Linked DNA regions of Gossypium arboreum: region 2 is linked to region 1. Evidence: chromatin contacts called from public Hi-C data. All regions are on one chromosome and are shown on one strand. Each heading gives the region's core, a stretch centred on a gene start, on an enhancer-like site or on the middle of the called end of the contact. The rest is flanking DNA. Distances are from core to core; before and after follow the strand shown.

Region 1 (4,865 bases), core at 1,373-3,872:
CAGGTCTACACTCTAACTGAAGACTTAAATGATAGTTTACTAGTAGAAAACATGCCACTAAATATATAAAGGTGGCTCCTGTTGCAGTCATGCACGACCCAAATTTTAATTTTCCTACCTCAATTAGAGAGAAAATAACTGAATCATCACCTATCCGCTGCTCTTGAGCATCCTCTAATGGTCAATCTCCTTAGAGTCCAAAATATATTACAGCTGCAAAGACCTAAATCTTCTCCATATGGATGGACTGATGAGGCAAACTTTGCATGCTGATGCTTGGCAATTTAGATCTAAGATCCAATCAGAATTATTATAAATAATTTCTTTTCTTACATTAATTACAGATTCTCATTTAAGACCTGTATTAAGCTTTCAAAGCAAATTACCAGATATTCGCCCTAGTATCCTGTCTTAGAAATCTTCCCTAACTTTTCAATTTTAATTTGGTCAACATTTAGCATGTTCCTTGTTAATAAGGAGGCCTAATTAACAGCTCAAATATCCATAAAGTCTACTCAGAAGGTTTGATCCCAAAGTTTTGAAATCATTATATCAAGTTTTCCATGTTAAGAATTAGAATAAGTAATCATATTAAAATATAAATTTAGGTAAAATTTCCTGCAATTTGAAATGGAATGATAACTCATTTTGAACTTGCACATAGAATACATGCATAAAAATAAACAATATCTATATTAAAAGAACTTACTTCCTTAAAGCAGCATATGCTTCAGCTTTCTCAAGGGGGTACCCAGAGGAGTAGAATGCAATCAAACAATCACAGATTGGCCAGCTGAAATATGCAAAACTATCATATATTAGACAATTTAATGACAAAGAACCTCTCAACCTAAATACGGCAGAGAAGTAACATGAATTGCAACCAAAATATCAAGAATTATATTCATCAGTTATGCAAATATACATGGCTCTCTGTCTAATCCTCTACCTTAATTCCCTCCTAAAACTCAGACAGTCCTCCTAGAAGACGAGAGAGAGTTTTTTTTTTGGGGGGGGGGAAGAGAAGGTAAAATGTCAAACAAGGGACTAATGTTCAGTGACATAGTTGCTCCGCTCAAACTCTTTGAAAGAATAACAAATGTCAAAACAGTTAATCAATGGGGAGATGGAACTGCTAAACTGAAGACTTCAAAATTTTCAAGGTAAATGCAACCAGTTTGTGCTGACTTCAACAGGACATTTAATTTGCAAATGTTGGCCCTCCTCCACAACTCTTCTATATTTTCCTTCTTTTTTATCAACATTAACGTTCAAACTATTGAAATTCACAAGAAAATTAAAAATATATATGTTACCGGACTTGGAACTCTAGAGAAGTTTGGATACAAGTATATATCCACACAGTTTGGAGATCATACCCCTTAAAATCATGTCTCAAAGTCAGACACACAGGTGCAGAACAGGAATGATTTAGGGAAAGTAAAGAGTCCCAATAACAAAGATTATACTAATTATAACCAATATTATCAGCAATACCGTAATGTAAATCACAATCGTTGTGTTTCAACCAATTTGCTGAAAACGTACCTTTCTATTGGTTCTTCAAGAATAACTTTATCGCCAAAATATATAATCTACAACAAAAAGAAAAGAAACATTGCAGTACAAGGAATCTATAGGAATAAAACAACATAAAATTTAACACGCGCACTTCCATGCCTACACGGACTAACAAATTCCCCCATAGTATTTAATAAAAACTAGAGAATTTACACTAAATTTTTTTTTTCAATAAATCATGATTATCCTCACAAAAACTAAAAATACATATATCGCACAAGTCAGCAGTTATATTTCTCCTCAACTAATTCAAATTCCATAAATTTACCTCACTTTAAAAATAAAATAAAATAAAAATAAAGCAGATGCATTTAAATTTAGGCTTTAGAAAATATATACGATCTACCTCAAATTCGCCAAAAGCCTTAAGCCTGTCCAGAATCTGTCCCATTGGAGCAGAAAAAACCTGCAAATAGAAACCCGAAAACTTTCAAAAGCTCTAAATTTAAGAAGTAAAACAGAGCAATATGTACTAAATAAATCATACATTCTCTTAATAAGTTTTCATTAAAAAAAGTATAGTTTTCATATATTTAGTAGAAAACTCGAGCGAACAAAAGATGGTTAAAAAACCTCGCTTCCGCATTTCACCTTCTTTTCCATGACGCAAACTCCAACAGTTATCTTCTTATTTCCTCTAATTTCTTCTTCATCTCCTCCTCCCATCTCTTCCCTTTCTTTTTTTTTTTTTTTTCTTTTTCGCTCAGAAAACGATGCGAAAACACCAAACGAATATCTTCAGCTTCCAATCACCGCCACAACACCAACCGGAACAGGAAGTTTCTCCAGATAGGTGTATTCTATACGAAATACGTATACGAATACGTATGCAAGAGCTAGAAGGCTTTTTTTTTAACGAAAAGAAAAACAGAGAGCCCGGTTCAGCTAAGAAGAAAGCAAGCAAGGCGGTGAGTATGAGTCACGAAAAATATTAGAGATGAAAATGAAATGGAACGGTTTTGGAGCCAAACATGAATAAAAATCAGCGGATTTTATTTTCCATATTTGTTTTATTTATTTATTTATTTATTTATTTAAATTTAAAAATATAGATATATGTTATTGGGGGATGTTTGTTTGGGAGCAAGAGATTTTGGATTCTGGAATATGCAAGTGGATCATGATTTTGCTTTAGGAAACTGAAGGGGACGTGTAAAGTTAAAAGGTTTTTTGTTTTTTATTTATTCCATGCTTTTATATTGGAGATTTTAGTTCTGGAAATTTATTTTTTACACATCAACTGACAAGTAACAAATTTGGTGCTGTGTGTGTCATTTTCCATAAACTATTATTTTATTACTACCCAAAACATTATCCTTAAAAAAAAGGGGTGGCGCAACTTCAAATCTTTCAACAAGTGGCTGACCTTGATAATTCTCTATTTCACGCCAAAATTAGGGGTTAATGCCTAATTTTTTTTTAATTAGACTTTTAGGTTGTTTTTAGAAAGAGAACGAGAATGTACATTCAGCTAGACACATTTTTATTAAGAAAATAGATTACTTTTGAATAAGTAAATAAATTGAAATTAAATTATAAATACAATAACATGGCATAAGTAAATAAGTAAATGAATAAATTTTTTTTTTTTTGTTATTATTGAATTCATGAACATGTCACATGTTACAACTCACAGCTCACATGTAATTGCTTACTTTTAATGTGGTTCGTTGATGGGTTATTGTTGGAGTATATTAGTCAAAAGAATATATGAAAAAGTTTGCCTTCTTTTAGATGACCATGACACTATTTTTATAATATTTTGTACATTACTTAAATTACAAACTATTTTGAGTTTTAAATTCTCCAAAAGCATATATTTATTTTGTTAATTTTAAAAGAAATATTAATTTGGTTTTTGTTTTTTAATCCTTAAATTTATATTTAATGAGACGTATTAAAAATAATATTCAGGTGTATAATATTTTAAAAATTAATTAATTATTAATATAATATACACGTAAATTAGATTATGATCTAAGCAAATGAGGAAAAAGATTATGATAGAGAGATAGAAATGAAACTTGTTGTGAAAAGGGGAATGATTGTAATTGACCATCTAAGCCTCTACTCGTCAAGATTTTGAAGGTTGAACAAATGATAAACATGTTGTAATTGAATTTTTGTTAAAGAAGGATTCGTTAGTAAAATTAAGGTGAAAGCGTGTAACGTAATTAATGATAATTGTGGAGAATTTAAAGAGTTCCCCGCACGTTTCGCTTCCAAATTAAGGCTCCATTTTTACTGAATTTAATCTTTTTAATTTTATTTTTTTTCCAGATCATTTTTTTCCAATTTAGTTCCATCTGATATATATATACGTGAAAATTAAATTTACTATTAAACTAATATTATGTATTCACATTTATTTTATATTTTAAATAATCGTGTAAATAATGTAACGATTAATTAATTAATTTGATCACACAAAATGACCAAATAAATAAAGAATTTATACGGATTTACTCATTATATTTTTTAATAAAATCTAAAAATTAAAAAATAAAATTTATATAAAATCTAAAGAACTATTTAAATTTCAAAAATCCTCTTCTTCAACATAGAACCTAATCATTATCCTCTTTAGAAAGGCAATCATAGCAATAATTCTTCAACAAATAACCTAAAATGATTTCCAAAATAAATAAAAAATAGATAAAAGGTTTAAAATTTTCATATTTCTTTGTGGGTTTTGGTATTTGAATGGTTTGACTTCAACATTTGTAATGGTGCCCTCTTCCATGGACTGATTTCACCATGGAAACATTTTCTGGCCATTAGGAATTCATCAAACCAAGATAGTTAGTATCGTAATCATTTTTATATTGACATAGGTATGAATCCATATTGATTAATTTCAAATATAAAATACTCATTAGTTATGGAGTTAAATTATTATTTATTGGAATTTAAATTTTTTGTATGTCTTATATTTAACAATTGTTACTACATTGACGCTTGGACTAGGTAATTATTATCACATTAGAGCTTAAACTTTTTTTGTTCAAATTAGTCTTTGAACTTAACAATTGTTCTCACATTAGAGTCTGAACTTAGCAATTGTTCCTATATTGGGGCTTAAACTTTAGGATTTTCAAGGACTAACTTAGATCATAATAAAAAGTTAAAGTCTCAATGTGGAAATAATTGTTAAATTCAAGGCTTAACTTAGATAATAAAAAAATCTCACACCCTAATGTAAAAAACATTGTCGAGTTAATTGCCAAGTCTAGAGCCTAACTTAGATAAAAAAAAACTCAAAACTCAATATGAAAATTTTTGCT
Region 2 (4,886 bases), core at 989-3,488, 150 kb before region 1:
AGAACTACAGTATCGGGATCTACTCCTTTCGCAAAAATCTATTCCACAACATCCATATAAGTGTTGGAACTGGAAATAAAATCCGAAAGCTAGAAATAAAACAGAAGCAACTGTCAATCTACCTCGATAAGATTTTTGTCAACTGATAACTTGTTCAATGTCAAAGTTCCGGTTTTATCACTGCAAAGGACATCCATGCCAGCCATTTCTTCTATTGCTGTCATTCTTTTTGTTATAGCTCCCTGCAGTGACATATTTATATCATCACGATCAAGCAATGATCGTTGAAACAAGCAAAGTGGCACGATGAATTAGTGCAAACCTGAAGAGATAAGCGATGAGACCCAATTGCCATTGTAACAGATAGAACTGTGGGCATGGCAATAGGAATTCCTCCAATGAGTAGTACCAGCAAATTGTCGATTCCAGGACGATACTCACGGTCCTGAATCGGGTACATAACGATGATTTCTGTTATCATTCCGACTGCGATGGAACATATACAGAAATTACCAATGGCAGTCAACACCTGTTTAACAAATAACCCAAAGCATTTCATCAATAAAACAAATGCAAAAGAACTTGGAAGTAAACATCAAGGTATTGTGCAGCTGATGTTATAGACCTTTTGAAAGTGACCTTGTTGATTTGTTGAATCAACAAGGTGAGCAGCTTTGCCGAAGAACGTATGAACACCGGTGGCGATCACGACGGCTTCAATCTCTCCTTGTTTGCATGTAGAACCCGAGTAAATACTGTCACCAGGGCCTTTCGTTACCGGAAGAGACTCACCAGTTAATGAAGACTGCAACACGTGAAAACCCAATATGAAAGTTAAACTGATACAATCTCAGTTCATCCAACAGTACAATGAATCCATTGTTGTTTTCAAACTTAACCTGATCGATTTTGAGTGGATCACCATCGAGGAGTCGAGCATCTGCCGGAATAATGTCCCCGAGTTTAATGCTGATGATATCACCTGGAACAAGAATAGAGGCCTCTTCTTCAGACCACTTCCCATCTCGAAAAACCTGAAAATGATTTTTTAAGTCAAGCAATTTCTTGTGAAGGTCATTCAAAAGGGTGGCTTGTTCTTCCATACTACCTTAGCTTTAGGAGCAAGACGAGCCATTAAAGCAGCAGCTGCATTGCCAGCATTGTTCTCTTCTATGAAACTTATTGTTGAATTAATAATAAGAAGAGTAATAATCCCAACAAAATCTTGCCAGTCAGGTGGTTTCCCCTGCAAAACCAAACATCATTCAAGGGAATCCTTAAAACTTTAAGTTACTAAACATATATATATATACTCACTCCTCCATTGGCAAGAGCAATAGCCATGATAGCAGCAGCTTCCATAACCCATGAGAGAGGGTTCCACATAAACCCCAAGAACTTCAAAATTTTACTCTCCTGCAAAAACCCAGAAAAAAGAAGCTCTTGTTTACTTGAAAAAACTTAATTAACTAAGACAATTAGTCCTTTTTCTCAGAAAGAAAAAAAAACACCTGTTTTTCCTCAAGCTTATTATAGCCAAAAATCGAAAGCCTTTGCTCTGCAGCTTCAGTGGTTAAACCATCTCTGTTACACCTCAAAGTTTGAAAAACTTCTTCAAGTGGCACATTTTCCTACACTCAAAACAAGCCTCAAATTCATCAAATATCAAAACAAAACAAAACAAAACAAAAAATCCCAGAATTTTTTCTTTAAAGAGAAATGGAAGCAAAAGGGTTATTATACCAAATCAACAGCTTCCTTAAGCACAGCATCCAAAGTTTCATCCTTGTTTTCCATATCAATAAAGTTGGTGTTTTTCAGACCTTAGACACCACAAGACTAAAACAAAAGGAGAGAATTTGAAAGACTTAAAACACAAAGAAAATCAGAAATTGAGGAGACAGAAAACAGACTCCATCATTTCCTCTGCAAATACTCTGTTTTTTCTATCTTTCTGGTTAATATTGTTTGTTTTGTCTCATAAGAATATCAATAACAAATGAGCCAAATTACTTATTTTTTTTAAGGGTAGGATTGTTCTAAAGTAGGGATAATTTTGATAACCATGGACAAAGTTAGATTATGTACTTGGCTGGTACCCTCCCTGTTACTATCATCTTCTCTATATTTTTTGAATTCTCTTTTTTATTTTTTTGTTGTTCTTCATGATTCTATTTTGGAAAACAAATTTAATTTATTTTAAAGTATTTTTTTATTTTATATTTAGAAATATATACAATACTAACTGAAATTATTAATTTCAATCTCTTCAAATACTCATTATTAACTTGAAAATTGAATATTAAATTAAATTAAATAATTAGCCATATGATAGTCTAATGGTTAAATATGTTGATAGTCTCAAATATAATTTGAGTTTGATTCGCTAATCGTATTGATTATTCGAACTATACCAAAAAAAATTATTATTTTATTTAAATTAAAAAAATTCTTTTGCGTTTAAGTTAGGTGCACCTTTTTACCATTTTCACCCATTCTCACTTTATTTCTTTTTTATTTTACTAATTAAAATAAATATCTCACTCACTTTTGCATTTAATGCAATATTAAAATTATGGGATGATATAATTTAATATTAATTAAGGTACTTAATTGCATTATGGTATCGTTTATGCTGATTGGAACCTAATCCAATTTTTCCTGTTAATGTCGTTTATACCAATTTATTTTACCTATAGAGGTGAAGCCAAAATTTTTTTTTTAGGAATATAATTTCACTATTTCACTATTTTAATATTATGTATTTTATAATTTTTAAAAGATTAAATTAAATTTTAATAATTTTAAGAGGGTCAAGTACAATTTTACCTTTATTAATTTAAAATTTAAAAATATAAATATAAATTTAATAATATTGGATTTGTTGAATTATGGTTTGTTATAAGTATAGTGTGGGATAATATTATTTTTAATTTATAAAATAAATTTTTGTTTATTTATTTTGAGTTTGTTTAACCATAAATTATATTTCTAAAATTTGTTAAAGAATATTTTATATAATTGATTACTATTTTATTTTTGAGATTTATTTAATTTTATTATTTGATATTTATCAATATTTTATATATATATTTAAAATTTTAATAATAATAAATCCGAAATAATAAACCAAAATAAATTAATACCAATATATATCAATACTGAAAATGTACGTCCATCAATACGGTATTAACTACTTTATTATTAACATTAAAGTTATGATGGGTAGGAATGTAAAACTAAAAGGTTTTCTTTTTAATTTAATTTTAACTTTTTCAATGACATTGACTAAAGGTTGTTCTGTTTTTTTGCATGTAAAAGATGTCTTTTTAAGCAACTTTAAATAAATTTTATAGTTTCCCATTTTTTTTCTTTACAATTTCATATGTTTTAGAATTTCAAAACCCACTTCATATATTTGATGCACTTTTACTTTAGAATTCTAGATAACAAATGGTTAGGTGAAAGTATTTTCTTAAAACTATTGCAAAATTTTGCTTTTAAGTCCTTCTACTTTTATTACATTTGAAATTCTTTTATTAAATTTACGTTTAATAAAACATTTTTTTATTTTAAAATGTTATTTAATAGGATTAATAATTAGATATGAATTTTAAAATCTAAAATATAATAAAAAATATATTTTAATTATATATTACATAAAGTAAGGTATACAAATAAATTAAGAAAGATGGGGACTTATTGACTTGACAACTCATATATTCTATCAATATAATTATTGGATATTACAATATATAATACTTTATTTAATTTTAAAATAAATATAAATATTTTCTTTATATTTTATCAATATAAATAGGATAATAATGCATCTCAGTGCATTCAATTCATATCTTATTACATTAATAATATTTATATCAATCGAGTTAAAATTTAATCGAAAAATATATTTAAATTGTTAAATATAATAAACCCATGCACCACACCACATGATTTATTGCTTTCAAAATATAAAAACACTAACCGATAATTATTTAAAGAAAAAATTACCGATTGAATCTTAATTGATTGATATAAATATTATTATTAATTTAAAAAATATAAATTTAAATATACTGAATTGCATTACTCTCTAATATAAATTTTCCTTAGAAGAAAAAAAGAAAAAGAAAGAGAAAGATCGTTTTCAAGTCTTAGTTGGGCTATTTGTTCCCCATCCCACACGACACCCCCATTTGAAAATTAGGCAACAGAAGATTACATTTCAATTATACATATGTACAAGTAATAATACTAATAATAATAATAAAGTTTGTCCATGGTAGGAAGGCCCTAGATGGGTTGAATTTCAACCCTTTTGCTCAAATTTTTTTTATTTTTATTATTATAATTTTATTTACAATTTTCAGTTGTATAATTATTTTATAAAATAAGGTTCAATAAATTTAAATATTCAAATTTCGACAACAAAAAATATAATTATAGGATCAACCACCCCAAGATTAGATCAACAAAGATGTGGTTAAGTTGAAAAATAATTCCATAAATCATTCAAAGTTTGGTGTATAAACCTACCAAAGAATGCAATTAAGTAGATATGAACATCTATAGGTTTTAATATTTTAAGGTTTCCCATTTTTTACTAAAACTTTATTTAATATGATTGCTTAGCTACCAAAAAACCAAAACCAAAAAAAAAAAGACCAATTTGTAATTATATTTTCTTCATATGCATTAATTGTTAAGTGACAATTAGTTTTCATTGTAAGATTCCTTAAAAAGGAAACCTCCAATTTTAAAGTTGTAACAAGATTAGCAGCGAGTGTTTCACTCAATCAAGTAAAAAAATTTCGAGTTAATTCAGTTGATGAGTCTTATTTTATTATTCTAACTCGATTTGAATTTTTTCGAATAGAGTCGAGTGA

The links. A called contact is a pair of places that touch in the nucleus more often than the background predicts.
Region 2: a contact with region 1 is called in a Hi-C map of leaf, with 2.6 times the contacts expected there. The contact joins the promoter of LOC108456894 here to the promoter of LOC108456895 in region 1. A contact is called at or near these places in 3 of 5 Hi-C or Micro-C datasets (all in leaf).

What each region holds. Positions count from the first base shown.
Region 1 is chr9:6,474,279-6,479,143 of ASM2569848v2, reverse strand. It overlaps LOC108456895 (inositol hexakisphosphate and diphosphoinositol-pentakisphosphate kinase VIP2), which reads right to left and starts at 2,622. Exons shown (of 30, transcript XM_017755629.2): 1 at 2,173-2,622; 2 at 1,928-1,987; 3 at 1,549-1,595; 4 at 710-793. The coding sequence starts at 2,247.
Region 2 is chr9:6,619,084-6,623,969 of ASM2569848v2, reverse strand. It overlaps LOC108456894 (plasma membrane ATPase 1-like), which reads right to left and starts at 2,238. Exons shown (of 21, transcript XM_017755627.2): 1 at 1,744-2,238; 2 at 1,512-1,631; 3 at 1,318-1,416; 4 at 1,109-1,246; 5 at 900-1,034; 6 at 626-805; 7 at 323-529; 8 at 123-242; 9 at 1-38. The coding sequence starts at 1,797.